Regions from separate parts of the Mus musculus genome. Here region 1 is linked to region 2. The links are chromatin contacts, called in public HiChIP or PLAC-seq maps. All regions are on one chromosome and are shown on one strand. Each heading gives the region's core, a stretch centred on a gene start, on an enhancer-like site or on the middle of the called end of the contact. The rest is flanking DNA. Distances are from core to core; before and after follow the strand shown. Region 1 overlaps Rev3l (REV3 like, DNA directed polymerase zeta catalytic subunit). Region 2 has its middle 29 kb from the start of Ccn6.

The links. HiChIP or PLAC-seq counts read pairs in DNA pulled down with a chosen protein or histone mark.
Region 1: an H3K27ac HiChIP or PLAC-seq map of T-cell acute lymphoblastic leukemia shows a contact between it and region 2, with 4 times the contacts expected there. The contact joins two enhancer-like sites. A contact is called at or near these places in 1 of 15 datasets of contacts at CTCF or cohesin (the NIH/3T3 cell line) and 3 of 115 datasets of contacts at active chromatin or transcription factors (T-cell acute lymphoblastic leukemia, acute myeloid leukemia and large pre-B cells).

What each region holds. Positions count from the first base shown.
Region 1 is chr10:39,773,056-39,775,755 of GRCm38.p6, forward strand. The region is part of intron 1 of Rev3l (REV3 like, DNA directed polymerase zeta catalytic subunit); the gene reads left to right. Among named protein-coding and RNA genes, the nearest start is that of Rev3l, 42 kb to the left of the region's middle. Within about 2 kb of position 1,431, at least 29 of the 459 cell types and tissues checked have an H3K27ac peak or open chromatin away from gene starts, as enhancers often do. A contact at or near this core is called in T-cell acute lymphoblastic leukemia, where this site is marked.
Region 2 is chr10:39,191,464-39,194,163 of GRCm38.p6, forward strand. No RefSeq gene overlaps it. Among named protein-coding and RNA genes, the nearest start is that of Ccn6, 29 kb to the left of the region's middle. Within about 2 kb of position 1,423, at least 73 of the 459 cell types and tissues checked have an H3K27ac peak or open chromatin away from gene starts, as enhancers often do. A contact at or near this core is called in T-cell acute lymphoblastic leukemia, where this site is marked.

The DNA of each region.
Region 1 (2,700 bases), core at 181-2,680, 580 kb after region 2:
ACTAGAGCAAATTACCTAGCTCCAAACACTGGCATGAATATTGTGATGTGATTTGGTGTGCTGCTGGCCAAACACATAAGAATGGACTTTCTCTTGACTTTAAGCATTTGATCCACTGTGTGACAAGATAAATGAAGACAAACACACAAAAAAGACAACACAGATGATGGAAATGTTGTATAACATGACAGTTGCACTTGTGAAAATTCAGGGTTCACTAAATTCCCCATTTATAGATTTCACTCTATAGGAACTTTCTATACTCAGAAAACACTGAATCTTAGTTTTTAAATAAAATTTTCTCAGTGGTGAAGTAGTAACTCTGCGATTGTGTGTGTGTATGTATGTATGTTTGTGTGTGTTCTAAGCTTGTATGAAGCCATATAATTATAAATATATAATAAATAAACCATATATTTCAAATAGCAGAACCAGGTTTCTTGTTATTGCTCAGGAGAGTAACATATAGAGGACCAGGATGTCTCTACGTTATTGGGTTGAGATCTGAGGTATCATTTTGAGCTCATAGTTTTTCATAGAATAGAAACAGAAATATATGTCGGTGAAATTATTAGAAATTGTGCCACGTTTGATGCCACATACCAGCACTTGAGTTGCTGAGGCAGGATTGGGAGTTCAAGACAATCTGAGCTACATAAAAGACCTGATTAGGAAGAGAGGGAATTTTCAGACAAATCTCATAGTCCAGGCTGACCTCAAACTTGCTATGTAGCCAAGGAGGAATTCTTGAACATCTTAATGTTGTGATTACACTGTTTCCAGATTCTGATTTCTAAACATTACCCATTTTTAAAAAGGGGGGTGTCTCTACAGAAATCACTTATTCTAGATCTGGGGCAGACAAAGTACAAGATGAACCTAAGGCATCTTATTCTCAGAAAGAGAAATTCAATTAGATATTGCAATTTATGATTCAATTTAGCTATGTAAAGAAATGAGAGATTGTGCCAAGTTTGGTGGCACACAGCAGCCCTTGAGAGGCCGAGGCACGATCTGCAGCTCACGGCCATCTGAGCTCCATAGAAGACCTGACTAGGATGAGAGGGAAGAGGGAGGAAGTGAGATTGTCATGCTTGTCTTCACAGTAAAAAAAGAACCTGAACAACCTGAAAACCTATTTTTTAAAAAGGAACCAAACCAAAGCTGGCACCTTTGATCCCAGCACTTGGGAGGCAGAAGTAGGCAGATCTTTATGAGTCTGAAAGCAACCTGGTCTACATAGTGAATTCCAGGACAGCTAGAGTTGTATAGTGAAATCTTCTCTCAATAAAAATAAACAATACACAAAACAAAAAAACAAAGTCACAAGGTAAATGTCCAAGCTAGAAGACAAGTGAGTAGTGAGAGCCACGTCTTGCTAAAGAAGCCAGTAGAGCCAGGAAGTGGTGAGGAAATGAAGTCTAAGTAGTTGGAATCTGAGCGTGAACATCTGTATTAACAGTTGCTGTTGCCCAACGTTAGCAGCCCCCAGCCTTCCATTAGACTTTCCACTGAAGGTGTTGGTGATGGTGGGGTGCCTTTGCACTGCTAGCCGGGAAGCTGGAAATGGGAAGCTACCCAGAGGCTAGTCATTTCCAGAACGAGAAATGCAGTTGCAGACACCACTCGCATTCTTGTTTGATGGAAAAGGGGAGGAAAGCTGAGAAGTGCTTATGAAACCCTAGCCTAGGCTACAGGCTTACTGACCAGCTAAAATCTAGTCATGGAGCTATAGAACACACACATCCTCTCTCTCAACTTCTTTCAACAGTTCTAGTGTAACTATAAGAACTATAAGGCAGCTGTGCATGTGTTAAATAGCTTCCAAACACGACATACAAAACAAGGATATTACCTATATACCCAAAATAAGTCTTAAAATGTTTAAAAAACACCCCCACTTGGTTCCTCAGCAGGAGGTATGGCTCACTGGTAGAGCACTCACTCTGAGTTTAATTCCTAGAAGTAGAATAAGCAAAAAAACCAAACTACTCATCTTACCTGTTGTTGTGGTTTTATTTTTATTTTTATTTTTTTTTACACTTCAGCATCTCCCCCCCCCCCCCAGGAAACCTCCTATCCCATCCTGCTTATATGAGGGTATTCCCCAACTGACCCACCCACTCCTGCCTCCCCACCCTGGCATTCCTCTACACGGGGCATTGACCCTTCACAGGACCAAGGGCCTCTCCCATTAATGCCCGACAAGGCTATCCTCTTCTACATAAGTGACTGAAGCCATGGGTCCCTCCATGTGTACTCTTTGGTTGGTGGTTTAGTCCCTGGGAGCACTCTGGGGTCTGGTTGGTTGCTATTGTTTTTCAACCAACCAGAGCTGCAAACCCCTTCAACTCCTTCAGTCCTTTCTCTAACTCCTCTATTGGGGACCCCCGTGCTCAGTCCAATGGATGGCTGTGAGCATCCACCTCTGTATTTGTCAGACACTGGCAAGGGCCTCTCAGGAGGCAGCTATATCATGCTCCTGTCAGCAAGCACTTCTTGGCATCCACAATAGTGTCTGGGTTTGGTGACTATATATGGGATGGATCCCTAGTGGGGCAGACTGAAGGAAAGATGGCTTTCCCTTCAGTCTCTGCTTCACACTTTGTCTCCCTACTTCCTCCCTTGAGTATTTTGTTTCCCCTTCTAGGAAAGACTGAAGCATCCACACTTTGGTCCAGGCTTTACAAAAAAGAAAAT
Region 2 (2,700 bases), core at 173-2,672:
ATAATCATGATAACCCCCCAAGACAGGCTCACAGGCCAATGCAAAAGTAACTTTTATTCTCCTTTTAAAAGTGTTGTCTTGGAGGTTTACTGACTGTCTACTACCTAGACCTAGTCCTGGAAGCTTCTAGCCTCCTTACAATTTAATCTAGGCCTAGAATGTTTTCAGTCTTTGAGACTTACTGCTAAATAAACTCACCTTCCCTCTTTTGTTCTCTCTGAACTCTGGCTGATTTGACTCAGCTGCTCTGGTGAGAACTCCTCTCCCACCTGACTTATTCAATCTGGTTTTTCTCTCAGCCTCTGAATTGTTCTGCTTGGCCTCAACTAACTCTCACAATCTCTTCTAATCTTCTGGCTCCTTCTCATTCTCTTGCTTGTTCTGTCTGCCTGTGTCTAGCTTGTTCTCTCTTCCATCTGTCTCTGTAAAACTCTCCTGGTAAAACTGCCTCCTTCTCCTTCTCTGTGCTGCTCCACTCTCCCTCTCAACTCAATTGTCCTCCTCTCCAGGAACTCTACTGTATCCTGTATTGTACTCTCTTCTTCCTATGCTGTCTGTCTCTTCCTTGAGTAGTTTTCCTTTCCTCTCCTCAGGAGAGTTGGACATATCCTATTCTGTCAGATCTTTCTCTGATTTTTGTCACTTTGTCTGCTACTCAATTAGACATCACTTTCAAACATGGCTGCTTCCGTCTACAAAATAACTTTACCTTCATTGTTTGGGATTAAAGGTGAGTACCAATGTTGTGTCTGTATTCTGGCCAGAGGGAATAAAGAGGTGTGCTTAAGGCGAGTCACACCCTAACTAGAAACAGGTTCAATTATACTGTAACAAGCCAAACTGATGTAGATAATCCCCTGCTCAGTCTCTTCTCTGGTGATTCTAAATTGTGACAAGTTGATAATAGAACTAATTATCATACTTTGTTAGTTTTGAGACAGGCTCTCAGGTAGCTCAGGCTGGCCTTGTACTTCCTATGTAATTGGGATGACCTTGAACTCCTGATCCTTCCTATACCGGGATCTGAGGTATGTGATACCACACCAGGTTTTATTTGGTGCTAGGGATCAAGCCCAGGACTTCCTTCGTACATGCTAGGCAAGTATTTTACCACCTAAGCTTAATTTTCTGTCCATACTGTGTCCTTCTAGTAGGAATACTCTTAGGTATCAAATATCTTGACTCAAAATGAGAGGCCATTTTGAATTGATCCATTTTTGAGGAATGCTACCTAGGGGATATGTTCCTCTCTACAGTCCTGAAAGAGACTCCAGCTCACATCTACCTTCTAAACATCAGAGGCAATAACTCTCATACTCAGGAGGCCAACTATAGAATGTTATCATCGGTAATCACTTATCACTGTAGACTTCAGTACAATCAACTGCTTTTGCAAGCCTTTGGCTGTGAGCGCCTGAGCACAACAGGATGTGGTTAGGCGGTTGAAGCTCAGAGATCTGAAGAGCCCTATTGGGCAAGACAGAAGAAGGTATCTGAAAATCCCCACCTATAATATGCAAGTTTTGCTGACAGTGTTAGGAAATTCAGTTTCATTAAATATATATTTAGTTAATGCCTACCATGTACAATACATTGTGCTTCATGCATAAGGGACAATGGTTGCTTGCAGTGAGGGTGCAGTACTCTACAGGCTTAGACTGAAATAAACCCAATCTAAGCTCCACTCTGGAAGGACTTTGGTTTTCCCACTCTGACAATTGAATAGATTTGAGTTATTATCTAGGGTTCACTTCTGTCAGGCCACCTGAAGGAGTACCTAGGAGGGTTCTTAAACAAAGCATTTGCTATGAAAAGACTGAAGCAAATGATATACCAGAAAGAACTGTGTCCATTGGCACACAGCTCACATAGATGTCTCCAAGCACACAATTCTAAAAGACATGAATTGGGTTCTGAGGAATGATTCCACCTCCTTGTCATTTGGGCACTAGTGGAAACCCATGTAAAGACGAGGTCTGAGTTCAGAGGCTGGGAATTGGCAATATCTCCCAAGGTGCTAGTTGCGACTCTTTTTTTTCTCTCTGGGCTGAGAAGCTGCATCTCATTCTCTCTGCATTTTTCAGCAGTAAGAGCAGCTGTGGATGCATTTCTTGCACAAGTGCCCTGAGCTACCTGTGCTTTTATTAAAAAGACGGGAGGAAAGAATGTGATGAAAGAAGCCACTTCCCACACCCGGTGCTTGATATAAAGGCAGATCCTGCTTTTGAAAGATCCTGGCAGAATGTAAAAGGACACAGAAGCCCTGAAATTGGCAAGATAGACGTCAGTGTTAGCAGAACTAGCTTCGCTGATTTAGAAAAATAGAGGTGCACAATGATCTGGCCACTCCTTGAACCTGTGTGTCTGCCAATGTTCTGACCAGGTGTGTGCCCATTGCTGCACCTTCATTAGACTCTTTCCTTGTACCCCTCCCATACCCATTTCTTGAAAATAGACATTGTTTAGATCTGGAAATCCCCTAATCTCCCCCTTCTCCTTTCCCCCCTGAGGGCCTATAAAAACTGGGAATTCTTTCCCCTCGACTCCTCTACCCCTGCGTGGGATATGAGTCGTCCCCAGAGCTCTGGCTTTCCCGAATAAAGCCTCATGTGGTTTGCAACAAGCTCGGTCTGTCAGGTCTGTCGTGAGTTCTTGGGTGTCCACTATTGTCCTGAGGCCTGAGCGAGGGGCTCCTCTTGG